4 separate regions of the Mus musculus genome follow, and regions 2, 3 and 4 are each linked to region 1. The links are chromatin contacts, called in public promoter capture Hi-C maps. All regions are on one chromosome and are shown on one strand. Each heading gives the region's core, a stretch centred on a gene start, on an enhancer-like site or on the middle of the called end of the contact. The rest is flanking DNA. Distances are from core to core; before and after follow the strand shown.

Evidence for each region. Promoter capture Hi-C pulls out the DNA fragments that hold promoters and counts their contacts.
Region 2: a contact with region 1 is called in a promoter capture Hi-C map of hematopoietic stem and progenitor cells. The contact joins the enhancer-like site here to the promoter of Smn1 in region 1. A contact is called at or near these places in 8 of 39 promoter capture datasets (the C10 cell line, embryonic stem cells, hematopoietic stem and progenitor cells and 3 more), 1 of 484 Hi-C or Micro-C datasets (cerebellum) and 7 of 115 datasets of contacts at active chromatin or transcription factors (the 230-238 cell line, bone marrow-derived dendritic cells, bone marrow-derived macrophages and 2 more).
Region 3: a promoter capture Hi-C map of neural stem cells shows a contact between it and region 1. The contact joins the promoter of Ocln here to the promoter of Smn1 in region 1. A contact is called at or near these places in 5 of 39 promoter capture datasets (embryonic stem cells, hippocampal neurons, liver and 2 more), 4 of 115 datasets of contacts at active chromatin or transcription factors (embryonic stem cells, pancreatic cancer cells and stem cell-derived neural progenitor cells) and 1 of 9 other capture datasets (embryonic stem cells).
Region 4: a contact with region 1 is called in a promoter capture Hi-C map of hippocampal neurons, with 3 times the contacts expected there. The contact joins the enhancer-like site here to the promoter of Smn1 in region 1. A contact is called at or near these places in 3 of 39 promoter capture datasets (hippocampal neurons, liver and pre-B cells).

The regions. Positions count from the first base shown.
Region 1 is chr13:100,123,345-100,126,670 of GRCm38.p6, reverse strand. Smn1 (survival motor neuron 1) reads right to left here and starts at 1,816. Exons shown (of 9, transcript NM_011420.2): 1 at 1,706-1,816; 2 at 13-84. The coding sequence starts at 1,777.
Region 2 is chr13:100,574,640-100,577,965 of GRCm38.p6, reverse strand. No RefSeq gene overlaps it. Among named protein-coding and RNA genes, the nearest start is that of Ocln, 24 kb to the right of the region's middle. Within about 2 kb of position 1,850, at least 77 of the 459 cell types and tissues checked have an H3K27ac peak or open chromatin away from gene starts, as enhancers often do. A contact at or near this core is called in the 230-238 cell line, bone marrow-derived macrophages, hematopoietic stem and progenitor cells and 1 more, where this site is marked.
Region 3 is chr13:100,550,870-100,554,195 of GRCm38.p6, reverse strand. It overlaps Ocln (occludin), which reads left to right and starts at 1,478. Exons shown (of 9, transcript NM_001360536.1): 1 at 1,478-1,632.
Region 4 is chr13:99,855,041-99,858,366 of GRCm38.p6, reverse strand. No RefSeq gene overlaps it. Among named protein-coding and RNA genes, the nearest start is that of Cartpt, 44 kb to the left of the region's middle. Within about 2 kb of position 1,761, at least 4 of the 459 cell types and tissues checked have an H3K27ac peak or open chromatin away from gene starts, as enhancers often do. A contact at or near this core is called in hippocampal neurons, where this site is marked.

The DNA of each region.
Region 1 (3,326 bases), core at 567-3,066:
ACCATTTCATACCTTAAAGGAAGCCACAGCTTTATCATAAGCTTTTATCAATGCTGTATCATCCCAAATGTCAGAATCATCACTCTGAAGAGGGAGAAAAAATAAAAAATAAGTTATAGATAGATGTGCTTAATAAAAAACAGATAATAGGAAGTACTGGGGAAGTAGCTCAAAGTCCCTAGATCAACCCCCAGCAATGCCTACAGCCCAGACACTCAGAGTGTGTGTTACAGGCAGATACATTTCTAGAAAGTCACCACGCACGAACACAGAGATCCTAGCACCTAAGAAAGCCTCAATGTACTCAGTAGAAGCAGAGGACTGCCAAGGCAAAACTGGTCTGGGCTATAGTGGGTTCCCAGACAGCATAGACTACAACATAAAACTCTATCCCAACAAACAAACAAGCACACCAACAAACAAAAACAAAACCATGAACTACAAATTAAAATGGCTCATATCTATAATCTACAATCCCAATATCCCGGAGCTGGAGACAGTAGGGTTGCCAAGAGCTCCAGGCCAGTCTAGCATATTGAATTCCAGGCCAATTTAGGTTATGGAATGTGTCCCTGATTCAAATGGGGGCGGGAGGGGGGGCTGAGACGGGGCAATCTCCTTGAGTTTGATGCCAGCCTGGCTTACATGGAGAGTTCCAAGTCTCCTAAGGCTACCCTGTGAGACCTGTCTCAAAACAACAAAACAGCAACAAGAAAGAAGCTGCAATCAATAAGATTACCCCTGAGATTGTAAACATGACCCATCACCCTGGGCATGAAGAAGTTACCACGATGACAAATTAGCACAGGAACCTTGTGGTTTTAAGGAGAGAACCAGACCGCCAGGGCTCCCCTGAGGACAAAGGGCAAAGCTTTATTCAGAATAGGAATTGCTGGGCTGTCCCCCAAAGAAGGAAATGCAGCACTGCCCAAAGCTGCCCAGAATTCTCTTCTCCCACCCCAAGCCCCAAGCAGAAATCAGTTGCCATACCATAAGACGACCGAGGTCCTAATGTTTTAAACTTCGTTAGATGGAGTATGTTGTTTCCCAGGCTAGACTCAACTTCACATTCCTGCCTCAGGAGCTGGGACTGATCACATGCACAGTCCACCAACTTGGCTCTGATTTGCCCTCGTACTTACCAGTGTTTATCTTACTTCTACAGTCTCCCTGTAATTTAGGCTGGTCCGGAATTCACGCTGTAACCGAGGATCTTGAACTCCCGACCCTCCGGCCCCCATCTCCCAAGTGTTTGTGCATGTAATTATGCGTGCACCACCAACCCTGCCTCGGATCTGCTGTCGTATACATTTGAATGCAATGCAGTCAATAGCAACTTTCAACTACTCCGGGCAACTTTAGTTATCCCTCTCTCTCAAACTTTATCAACTGTTGTTTGCAACACTTGGTCTTTCCGGTTACAAAACTGGATCCAGAAAACCAGCATTTTAGTCTAAAGTCCCTGTGAACATCTTCATCCTGACCTAAATCTGGAGCTTTCCAATGGCTCCTATCTGGTTGCCTTGCTTCAGCCAGCCTGTCCCCGTTCCTGCACATCCCCTCACAGTCACACAGGACCAAAGCGTGGCTCACAGCCTCGCCGGCGCCCGAGCTGCACCAGGAGCCGCCTGCGGATGTGGCCCGAGCTCGCACCGCCTCGGTCTCGGGCAGCGCTCCGAGTGCTAGCGCCGAGCCGCGACCTCACCTGGCCGGTGCCACGCCGGAACAGCACCGTATCTTCCTGCTCGGAGCCCGCTCCGCCACTGCCCATCGCCATGGCCTGCTACCACGGACGCTGCCGGGCTCACTCAATGACGACTTCCGTCATGGGGCTTCTGGGACCGGAAGAGTACGGTGGCCCGGAGGCAGCCAGAGACCTCCTACACGCTTCCAACTCACTCCTCCCACATCTGTCTTTTCTCTTTCTCCCCTCCACCTGTCTTCTAGTTCTTTTTTTTTTTTTTAACCTTTCCCTCTGTTTTCTTCCAATTTATTTTCCTCCCTCCAGCCCTTTTCTTTTCATTTTTCAAGTCAGCCTCGCTATATAGCCTAGGCTGGCCTTTGCTACCTCAGCTTCCCGAGTTTGGGATGAACCTTCACAATAAGGGCATCCTGTGTTTGCTGGTTCTTGATGCACACACCAATTATTAGACGATGGGTTGGTATCGGGCCTTTTGCAGTGTTAGGTGTCTGTTTTGTAATGGGCCCAAGGTTGAGGTAAGGGGAGTCGACCATTTCCTTCATCTGGCATATCTGGTAAATTCCTGAGTCTGATTTTCCTGATAGAATTTCGATATCCCATGTGCCACCATAGTTTTGATTTATCCCAATAAATTTACAGATTGACTCAGGAATAAGCCACCTATCAGCCTGTAGAAAACAAACAAAAAACTAGATAAGTCCTGGCAGATGGTGCTATTTCTGGTGTACCCAGAGGTTTCAGTCACCTCCCTCAAGATGGAGTCAGAAGCTGCTTGTAGGGTGGAGTTTCCAGAGGCAAGCAGGTATGAGTTGGGGCCAGCCTGGTCTACATACGAAGTTCCAGGCCAGTCAGAGGTTTGCAGCGAGCCCCTGTCTCAAACTATGATGGACTCTCCCAGGGCAGGGCACAGCCTGGCAAAACCCACTGTTTTCTACAATTTAGGGGATCTTGGAATAGGGCATAGACAATAGGGCATCCCAAAAGCGCCCAGTGAGATTTGTGGGTTCTTGTGTTCCAGGATTTAACAAAATAAAATTGGACCAGGGGCACACTGATAGTGATGTGGGTGTAGATCGTTTGTTAAGAGAATGTTCCCAGCTGCGGACATGGACAGAGTATCTGGGAAACACATCCTACTGAGCTGGTAAAAGGCAGAGTGCCTTAGCTAAATTAGGGGATATTTACCCAACAGAACACTGAAACAATGTCTCAAAACCACAAAAACCTGCAATTTAAAAAAATGAGGAGGCGGTGACATCTTCGGCTCCAGAAAACCGGCCACCTTCCTGGCCAAAGCAACACAGCTTCTGGGAAAGATCCTGTTTTGGGCCTTCATCTTCAGCCAGGAGGAGGTCCAAACACCAGATAACTGTGCACCTTCCCTAAAAGAGGAGAGCTTGCCTGCAGAGACTGCTCTGACCACTGAAACTCAGAGGAGAGAGCTAGTCTCCCACGTCTGCTAGTAGAGGGTAACAAAATCAACAGAGGAACAATCTCTAAACAAAGACAACTATAACAACTAACTCCAGAGATAGCCAGATGGCGAAAGGTAAACGTAAGAATCCTACTAACAGGAACCAAGACCACTCACCATCATCAGAACCCAGCACTCCCACTTCGCCCA
Region 2 (3,326 bases), core at 601-3,100, 450 kb before region 1:
CAAAAGGCTCCGACCGACCGACGGGTGTTCCTTCCTTTCCTTCGCATGTTTAAAGAACCGTGCACAGCAATAACCAGTTCCCAAGGATAAGGCGCGGATATGACATCACCAACTCTTACTGACTTTGAGGCAGGAACAGAAAATCTAGAAAGGCTTAAGTTCTTTATTATTTTTAATCCTGGAACAGGGAAGGGTGTTGACCCTGATCTGCAGCTCTGGATATCGAAGGACACGAACACTCTCAGGCACTTTGCTTGTGTTCTCTATGAAATCCTTTGGTTGCTGACTGATAGCACACAGAAGCAGAGTCCGCCCTCTCTCTTTCTAGCCTACTCTGGATGTCTCTTTCTGGTGCGATTATCTAAGTCCCTCTCAACACCAAGAGGAGCATGTAGAGGTTCCACAAGCACTTTTCCTGATGTGTACGCCTGGAGGCTAGAAGCCAGTTTGAGTCTGGGAGTGTGAAGTCACTCTGGGTAACACAGAGGGACCTCTTCTGAAAACAAAACGGAGGGCTGGAGAGATGGCTCTGTGGTTAAGAGCACTGGCTGCTCTTGTAGAGGACCTGGAATTGATTCCCAGCACTCATATGGTGGCTCACAACTGTCTGCAACTCCAGTTGTGGGGGATCCGACGCCAGCACACAGACACACGTGCAGGCAAAACCAATGCACATAAAATAAAAACAAATCAATCATTAAATCAAACGAAACTGGGGTGGGGCTTGAATCTCTGTCTTCCCTGAGCCTGTGTCTAGACTTTGAAACTGTTCTCCAGTGGCCAAGTTTTCAAACTCAAAGGCCAGGAATCCCAACCAAATAAAACACGCAGGCAGAAACACAGCCTCCTGCTTTCCCCTCTCAGGAACCCACACACTTACTTCATAATCTCCATTGTCCAATGTCCAGCTAGTGACCAGTCTTTCCTATTACCCATGTAGAGCTCAAGACCCTTGCCTTCAGACCTCCATGAGTTTATCCCATAACTTACCACCTCCTGGGGTATGGTTTAGATCTTAGATGTCTCCTAGCCTACTCTGGGATGTGTCTTTCTGGTGTGGTTATCTAAGTCCCTCTCAATACCAAGAGGGGTGTGCAGAGGTGCCACAAGCACATTTCCCTCTTAACCTGAAGAACCGAGGTGGCAGCGAAACACAGTGATGTGTGCACCTAGAGGCCAGCTTGAGTCATGTATTCAGGCCGTGGGAGTATGCCCCTGCAGGGGGTACTGGGACCTGAGCCCTGCTTTCTTTCATTTGTAGTGCTGGGGATGGAACTCAGGGCTCTCATGTTAGGTTTGTTTGTAGAGATAGGATCTTTCTTGTTTCCCAGGCTAGTCTCAAACTAGAAACCTATTTACCTCAGCTGTGATTACAGGTGTGTGCTGGTATGCTTTGCTCCTCCTTCTCCTTCTCTTCTCCCTCCTCCTCTTCCTCTTCCTCATCTTTGTCCTCCTCTCCCTCCTCCCTTTCCTCCTCCCCCTTCTCACCCATCCTTCTTTTTCCTTTCTGGTTGCTTTGAGGTAAGTAGCTTTGCACCGCACATGTTCCAAGTGTTAATCTCAACGTGTGAGAATAAGACCATTTTGAGCCAAGTTTGAAGCAAATTTTATGAAGTACTAGCCAGGCCAATGGACTCTGGCCAGGTCCATATCCAGGGTTCCTACCTTATGGCAATGAACCACTTTAGACAGGGATTTATAAAGGCAAGACCCATTTGGCTACATACTTCCTATCTTTGTCCAATCAGGAGCAAGCATACATCCTGACATACTTCCTGCCTGCATACCTCCTGTGACCTACACAAGCGTATCCTGTGTAGTTGGGGCAACCAAGCTTGTTTACAGAAGTGAAACCAGAAAGCTTCTTATCTTATCTTCCAGTATTTCAGGAAGTTATCTGTCCTTGGGCAAGGGTGACGTATAGGTTAGAGGCATTTTTGTTTTATAGATCTCCTGAGCACTGTAATCTAAACTTAAAACATAATGTCAGCCCTCACTTTAGCTATGCTTGCTCTTCTCACCTCAGGCCCCAAAACAACTGAGCTGAGCATTCACAGATTGAACGCTCTGGAAGCTACAACTAAAATGCATTGGTCCTCCTTTTAAAATGATTATCTCATGATGAGCAGTGCTGGCACACGCCTTTAATACTAGCACTTGAGAGGCAGAGGCAGCAGAGGCAGGCAGATCTTTCAGTCTGAGGCTAGCCTGGTCTACAGAGTGAGCCTGGGCAGTACTCTTGCGCTCGCGCGCGCGCGCGCGCACACACACACACACACACTTACATTGCAAATCCCAAAATAACAATAACAAATAAATAAATAATGATTATCTTAAAGGCTGGAGAGATGGCTCCGTGGTTAAGGGCACCAAGTGCCCTTTCCAGAGAAGGCAATCCCCTCTTCTGCCCTCTCCAGGTCCTAGGTATGCACACAGTGCACAGTTGTGCACTTGGACAAAACATATACACAATATAAGAGAAGTAAGTCTAAAAAAATTATCTCAGTCATTTTGTCACAGTGACAGAAAACTGTTGAACACTTACCCCGTGTAATGACACAATGCTACCATGGAAACAGACACAACAAAACCTAGTGGAAATCTCAGTAGTGTTTATAATCGGCTTGGTGCCTCCATTTTAAAACAAACTGAACCAACTAGTCCAGCCTGGCCCCAACCACCTGACACTTTTTTCTGCTAAGTCTCAACATATATATTTTACAAATGAAGATACTGAAGGGCCGGAATAATTACATACCATGTTCAAGGTCACAGATTCAGTGATCAGAAAGAATCCTGTAAGAGTTCTTTATCACTCAAAACATATTGTCTATTTTAGGGCTGGAGAGACAGCTTAGAGGTTAACCTGTTGCTCTCACGGAGGACCAGGGCTTGTTTTCCAGCACCTGTGTGGCAGCTCACAACTGCCTGGAACTCCAGGGAATGAACATCCTTTTCTGGCCTCCATGAGTACTGGGTATACATATGGTACTCATACATGCAATTGCTTACACATGCACTTAAAGTAAAAATAAACAGGGGCTGCGCATGGTGGTGCACACCTTTAGTCCCAGTGCTTGGAAGATAAAGGCAGGGTGATCTGAGTTCAAGGCTAGCCTAATCTACAGGGGTTCCAGGCTAGCCAGAGTTGCATTGTGAAACCTTGTCTTATAATAAAACAAAACCGCCAGGTGTGGTGGCGCACGCCTTTAATTCCAGCACTTGAGAGGCAGAGGCAGGTGGATTTCTGAGTTTGAGGCCAGTCTGGTCTACAGAGTGAGTTCCAGGACAGCCAGGGCTACACAGAGAAACCCTGTCTCGAAAAA
Region 3 (3,326 bases), core at 229-2,728, 430 kb before region 1:
ACTAGAGGAGAAGCCCGTAGAAGAGTAGCTACTGTGTCTAACCACTGAGCCGTCTCTCCAGGCCCCAGGAATACACTTGGCAAGGTATATGAACTAAGGATGAAATCCTAAGGCTTCAAACATGGCAGGGAGGTGTTCTGGGGACAAGATGCATCCCCAGTCAATTTATATTTATTTTTAAATAGGAAAAACACCACTATCACCACCACCACCACCTCCAAACCTATGAGATCCTCTTCAAAACAGAGCGAAATACTCAATAAGATAATAGTCAGGTGTTTACAAAAATGTTTCCTTGTGTAATTATAATCCGAGTTGGAACGTTTGGAAATATTAGCAATCCGGCAGCTAACATTAAGAGGATTAACCTGGCTTCCTTGGGGTGAATATCAATTTAATCTACATCAATCAAAAACTACAGTCACATTGAAATAATTATAGCGATGACTTCATGAAAGATTACTAATTAGATTAAGAATCTATTAAGGCTGTCATCATTTAAATTTTTACTTCCGGAAGTACTGAATTGTGCTTTAAGATTTAATGCAAAGGAGAACCACACCTGTAGCTACTTAAAGGCAGAAAGGAGCATGGGATTGGACTAAGATGTATTAGCAATGCAGACATTCAGGACTGGAACACAAAAGGAAGCAGGGCTTGCGAAATTTAACTATCTTCGGTGCAGATAGTTAACTAACAAGAACTAAAATCTCTATATCGTAGAGTAAAATGAATATGAAATACAACAAAATCGCACACACACGCACAAGTCTGTAACAACAGAGTTATAGACAGAGTAAAAAAATACAACCCTTAGCAACCAGATTGGTTTTGCTTGTTTTGTTTTGAGCCAAGAAAGAATACCGAAACGGCTTTAAATCCCTTTAGAGTAGCCTCAATCACACCGTAGTTACGTTTCGTGCATGCGTGGACAAGGACCCTGTGGCCTGGGGATTCCGTGTGACTCACACAGCTACAGTAATCTCTCTTCATTTTAACCACTCCAGACCAGAGGGTAGTCTTTTTCCGAATCCTCTGAATCGGAAGGTGCTAGTAATAAGCACTTCTGAAAAAAGTCCACTCTTTCGCTGGACCAAGCATCGGGTACTGTTTTCCACCAGACATTTAATCAAACCTGGCAGCAGAACACAGTAGGAAGAGAACTCAGACCTTCTCATCAGCCTCCAGGCGCCCTTGGACCCTCTCTGAGTAGCAGCACAACAGCTCCCTCCTGACCTCTGACTCTCCTCCCGGAACCAACACCCCACAGGGGCCCTGAAGCAGGCGTATCTCCGAGCACACCCAAAATGGTCTAGGATCACCCCATTGCCTCCACGATCTTGAGACCCTTCTCTCCGCACGCCCCCGCCCCTCTCCAGGCAACGTCGGTGCTGTTCCTTTAACTCGGCTTGCTCTGGGTGGTGAGCCCTGCCCGGTCCTCCCGCCTCCTTCTCCGTCGCTCCCTCCCCCTCCCATCGGAGTTTCAGGTGAATGGGTCACCGAGGGAGGAGGCTGGCCACGCCACACCTCGTCGCTAGTGCCCACCTCCCGGCCCCTCTTTCCTTAGGCGACAGCGGTGGAGTTGCGGGAGAGCGGTCCAGCGCACGGAGCAACCGGCTAGGGGCTCGGCAGGTGGGTCCCAGCGCACAGCCCCGGGCGGGTTCGGCCAGAAATTGGTGCGCATGCCCGGGGGTAGGGGGTGGGGGAAGCGGAGGACGGTCCTCCTGGCTCAGTTGAACTGTGGATTGGCAGCGCGGGCGGCGGCAGGTGCACCGGCCAGGTGAGCACCTTGGGATTCCGGCCGCCAAGGTGGGTGCGAGGCAGGTGCGGTGCCCGGGGTCCCCCAGGGTGACGCGCCGGGGCTGGGAGGCGAGGCGCGGGGAGGGCACGCGGAGCCAGTTTCGGTGGCAGTTTCGCCCTGGACTCGGCTCTCACGGAAACCAGAGAAGCGCGTGTGCCTGAGCGCAGCGCGGGAGGATCTGGGGGGCTCCCTTTCTCTCTCGGAGTCGCGGGCGAAACCTTGTCCACCAGAAATGCCCGAGCTACTTTCTACTTTTGCCGAGGCGGGAGCGTCGGGGGCGGATCCAGCGCTCAACTGGGCGCTGGAGATCTGTGGGTTACTCGGGGTCTCTAGTTAGGGCTGGTGCTGGGCGACGCAGGGCGATAAAGATCCCTGTGGCCCTTCTGGTTTCCGCTCTTTTGGGTAATTCATCCCAGGAGGGAGGCCGGGGGTCCTCTGCAGCGTCCCCAGAGTCGTGGAGTGTATTATTCTGGCTGTTTGGAACAGGGGGCGGTGCGTGCGTCCTTGTTGATTTCAGCTTTTGGTGTTCTTTTCGAGTGAGGCTGGATTTCGAGGGAAGCTGCTCACGCGGTGGATTCTCATCCGTGACCGCGGGCCGGGGACCTGCCCCGGGGCAGGGCCTGCTCTGCTGCCCTGCTCTGGCCTGGCGGCTCCCGAGCGCAAAGCTGCGGTGGGGCGCACGGTCTCGGGGACCCGCAGCCTGTATAGGCGGTCCACTTTGCAGACCTCCTGGGCAAAGTCGGCCCCGCGAGTCTAGCGGCGAGTGGCCTTGCATCAGAGGAAGTATGCGGGGACAAATGGGTGGGGACCAAAATGGCCTCTGCATCTTGGCGCTGGAACAACTCTGAGCCCCTTTCGACCCAGGTGGAGTAACCGGGGTTCCAGCGGGAGCGGAGGTATCCTCGGGCCTGCCCGGGGCTCACCGGGCAAACTGCCACTAGGGGAATTACCTGGGGCGGGGAGAAGGCAGCTTTCCAGGCAGGTTAGCAATGCGTGGCTTTCATATACAACAGGTGTGTTGTTGGGATCACCGGAAAAGAGGAATGCCTCTCAGTAATGCGCTTTCTGGTGACGCTTTCAGTGGTTCGTGCGTTGTTCAACTACATATCCCTGAGTATAACTGTAGTTCCTTTGCGCCGTATGTATAAATCTTAAATTTCCACTGTTGGTGGTTTTCTTTTCTTTTTTCGTTTGGATTTATCTTAGTTGTTAGTGCTTTCTTTGTTAGGCAATGGAATGGCGAGGTTGGCCAGATAGACTTAAGTAGGGAGTGGGCACAGTCCACATTCCAGCAGCTTCCAGGCAACTTAGAAAGTATGAGCATCTTTGTGAAAGGTAAATCCTACCAGAACTCTATTTTAAAGGTTGGGGAAGGGGGGGGGGTAGGCTAAGGTTGGAATCTCAGCAAAGCTTCAAAAATCTACAGAAGGCAGGATACAGAAAACTTAAGCAAACTCACAAGGAGTAGTTAACTGTAGAGAATTTCAGAGAAAATAACTACTATAGCGAGCCGAGGCAATTATCA
Region 4 (3,326 bases), core at 512-3,011, 270 kb after region 1:
TATATATCCCAGGGAGAGTTGCAGTAGGAACGTCTCTTTCCTGGTTTAGTTCAGGTAACATAATGAACTCTAGGTTCATTCATGCTTCTATAGCTGGCAGGATTTCCTTTCACTTTTAGATAGCTGAATACTATTCTTCTGTATGGATATAGCACATTTCCCGTATTTGTTCATCCACTGATTGACACCTAAGTTGACTGCCATTATCTTCGCTGTGGTGCAATAGACCTGGGCATGATAATGTCTCTGCAGCACACTGATGTCATTTCCTTTGGCTCAGTTCCCAGAAGTCAGATTGTTGGATCATACCCTAGTTCTATTTTTAGTTTTCAGGAACCTGATTTTCCATAATGACTGTGCTGATTAACATGTCTACTAACAGTGTCCAAGGGGTCTCTTTTCCTTTCATCTGCTTGGTAACAGCCACTCTAATGGATTTGCATTTTCATGATGATTAGTCAAGCTGGGGAGGTTTATACATCCCTCTGGATCCTGTGTGTTGTTTTCTTTTGGGAAACAACAACAACAACAACAAAACGGTGTCTGTTCAAGTCTTTTGACTGTTTTTTGCTGGAGTTGTTTTCTTTTTCCGCTGAGTTTTGTTTGGTGGTTTTGTTATTATCGGTGCATTTACTTCTAAGACTCTGATTTCTTTCGATGCATGGTCGTTGTAATCATTAAATGCTCACACTTCCTCTTCATTGTTGCTATCTTCCCATTGCTACCCTAATACCGACATGCTGGTGCGATGATCCGAGGAGATGGGATTTGGGAAGTCATTTGGTCATGGAGTGACTTCTTAAGAAGGTTGGCAACATAGAGGAAGCTGGCGGTGTCTCTTTCCATCGTGTGAGGATACAGGAGGTCAGCACTCAGATCAGAGACACCCTATCTAGAACTTGACCGTGTTGGCATTCGGTCTACCTCATGTTGTTTAAGAGTCATGCAGACTCATTATCATGTTGTAGCAGCCTGAACTAAAAATTCCTCAAGAACAAAACCCTCTGAGATCTGTTGCTTCTTACTGCCATCTTCCTTCCTGGCTCTGTGCAACCGGGAAAACAATTCTAGACCTTTTAAGTGCACATGGGTTCTGTAATGTATAAGCTCCACCTTCCTTGGATCTTCATAATGGCTGTAGCAGGTAGAGTAATGCAAATGGCTTAAAGGGTAAGGAAGGGCTTAGTTTTTTGGAATAAAACAGTGTCTGTTCAAGTCTTTTGACTGTTTTTGGTTTTTTTGTTTGCTTGTTTTTGTTTTGTTTTGTTTTTGCTGGAGTTTTGTTTGGTGGTTTTGTCATCCGTGCATTTACTTCTAAGACTCTGATTTCTTCCGATGCATGGTCAGACGGACAGACAGGCAGGCAGGCAGGCAGGCAGGCTGTGTGCTGGAATGTTCACTTACATCGTGGCCCCCGAGCTCTGCCTATGTTGAGAGTGAGGCTCAAGTCACGTTCTCCGACTACCTCAGGGCTTCTTACACCACTTTTCCTTCTTGTGATTCCTTTCTACCCAAGAAAAATTTACACGACCCCAAGTATGTAAACACATCAAAGTGAGCATAAACATAAAGCACTCACGGCTAATAAGTCATGAATAAATCACAATTTAAGACTATAGTCAATTTTTATACAATGAGATGGGTGCGTTTGTCTATTTTTGCATGAAGAATAAATCTTGGCTGAATAATTGATACAGAAGGGTTGGGAGCATCTTCATTTTTGAGAGCAGACTGATATTTTGATTTTATAGTCATCAATGCCAAGAATTCAGCTTTCCATAAATTTGTTCTTGCAAAATGTCAGAGGCGTTGTTATTACCCTAGACTTGGTAGGGACCTGGGAGAATGGAGCTGATAAATGAGGCAGACTAAAGTCTCATGCAGTAGCCAGCTTTATTCAGCGCATCAGACAGTTTATACTCAGGGTTGAGAAAGGTCACAGGAACAAGGTTTTCATAAGTTAAAGCTGTCACAGTCACAGGGACAAGCCACATGTGGCAAACATGTTTTTCCATGGAGACATATCAAGGATATGTTTAACATTTAATTGAATAACAGCACAGCAATATTAAGTAATCTGAAGGAGACTCGCTCATATCCGCTACACCGGGAGGAGCTTGAAACACATTCCAAGAACAACTCCATGTTTTGAAGAAACTGAGGTCACAGGACTCCTGTCTTTTGTCTCAGAGTGTTCTCATAAGCATTTAGAATTCTCATATGACCCCATTTCTGGGCCATGATTCAACCAAGGATGTTTAGGGATATTTCAGAAATTGAAATCCTATTTTAATCTCAAGCTGAAATTCACTTAATTACTTTTTAAAATGAAACTCAAATCATCAACTCAAAGAGAAAAAATTTTAAGAAACCAAATGTGTTAATACAGTACAACCAAAAATATACTAATTTATGCTTAAGTGTTGAGAAGTGGCAATAGGAAATACTGAAAGTCTTTTTGTTTTCTGCAACTAAACCTTTAAATTTCTCTAGGAGCAGGAAATTGTATATTCTCAGTAAAAACACCGACATTCATAACATACAGCAGTATTGGCTCTAAGCAGATGTGCTTGGAGTGCCATTGGCATTGTATGACAAGACTGATAGCACAGAGCAGAATTTATGTGTATGTGCAAAGGGTGTGGTCGAGTTGCTTGGCAAAGTATGGGGGAAACACCTCGTATTCAACATAAGTTTGTTTTTAAATTAATTTTGGTTGTTGAACTTTCTGAAACCATTTACAATTGCCAGTTCTTTTGAAACCTCATCACTCAGTTAGTACGTGACCCCCTCCCCCATCTGGTGGTGTGACCCATAGTTTAATAAGCTGGAACTTTAGAGCCTATGGCCTGGCCCATGTCACCTTGGCTCTCTTCTCCTTCCACTGTAGCATGTCCATTGGAAGCAACTTGGCGTACGTGTGTGTGGTTGCCCCAGTGGAATGTCTGAAGCGTCAGAGATAGCTGTCTTTGGCCATTTGATGCCTGGGAATATAAATGCTGGTGGATGGTTTACCCCTGGCAAGGCAGGACTATGGATAAAGCCTCGGCAGCTTTAAAGCTGTATTAAGGTGGTGTAGGCAGGGAATTCCAGGGCTGTGGAATCTTTTTCAATATGATCTAGAAGAGACCAGTGTGGGCATAATCTCTTGGTCTTGCAAGTTTTCTTTCTAGAGAGGGGCATGACCAAAAGAAGTTTGGAATAGCCATCTCTAATTTTCAGGGCCCAGGAACTGGTCTGTGCTATGGAATAGTGCGATTTTTATAGCGCAGTGAGGCCTGTAGGAGAATTGGTGCATAGAGTTGGGACAGATGCCACCTCACCCA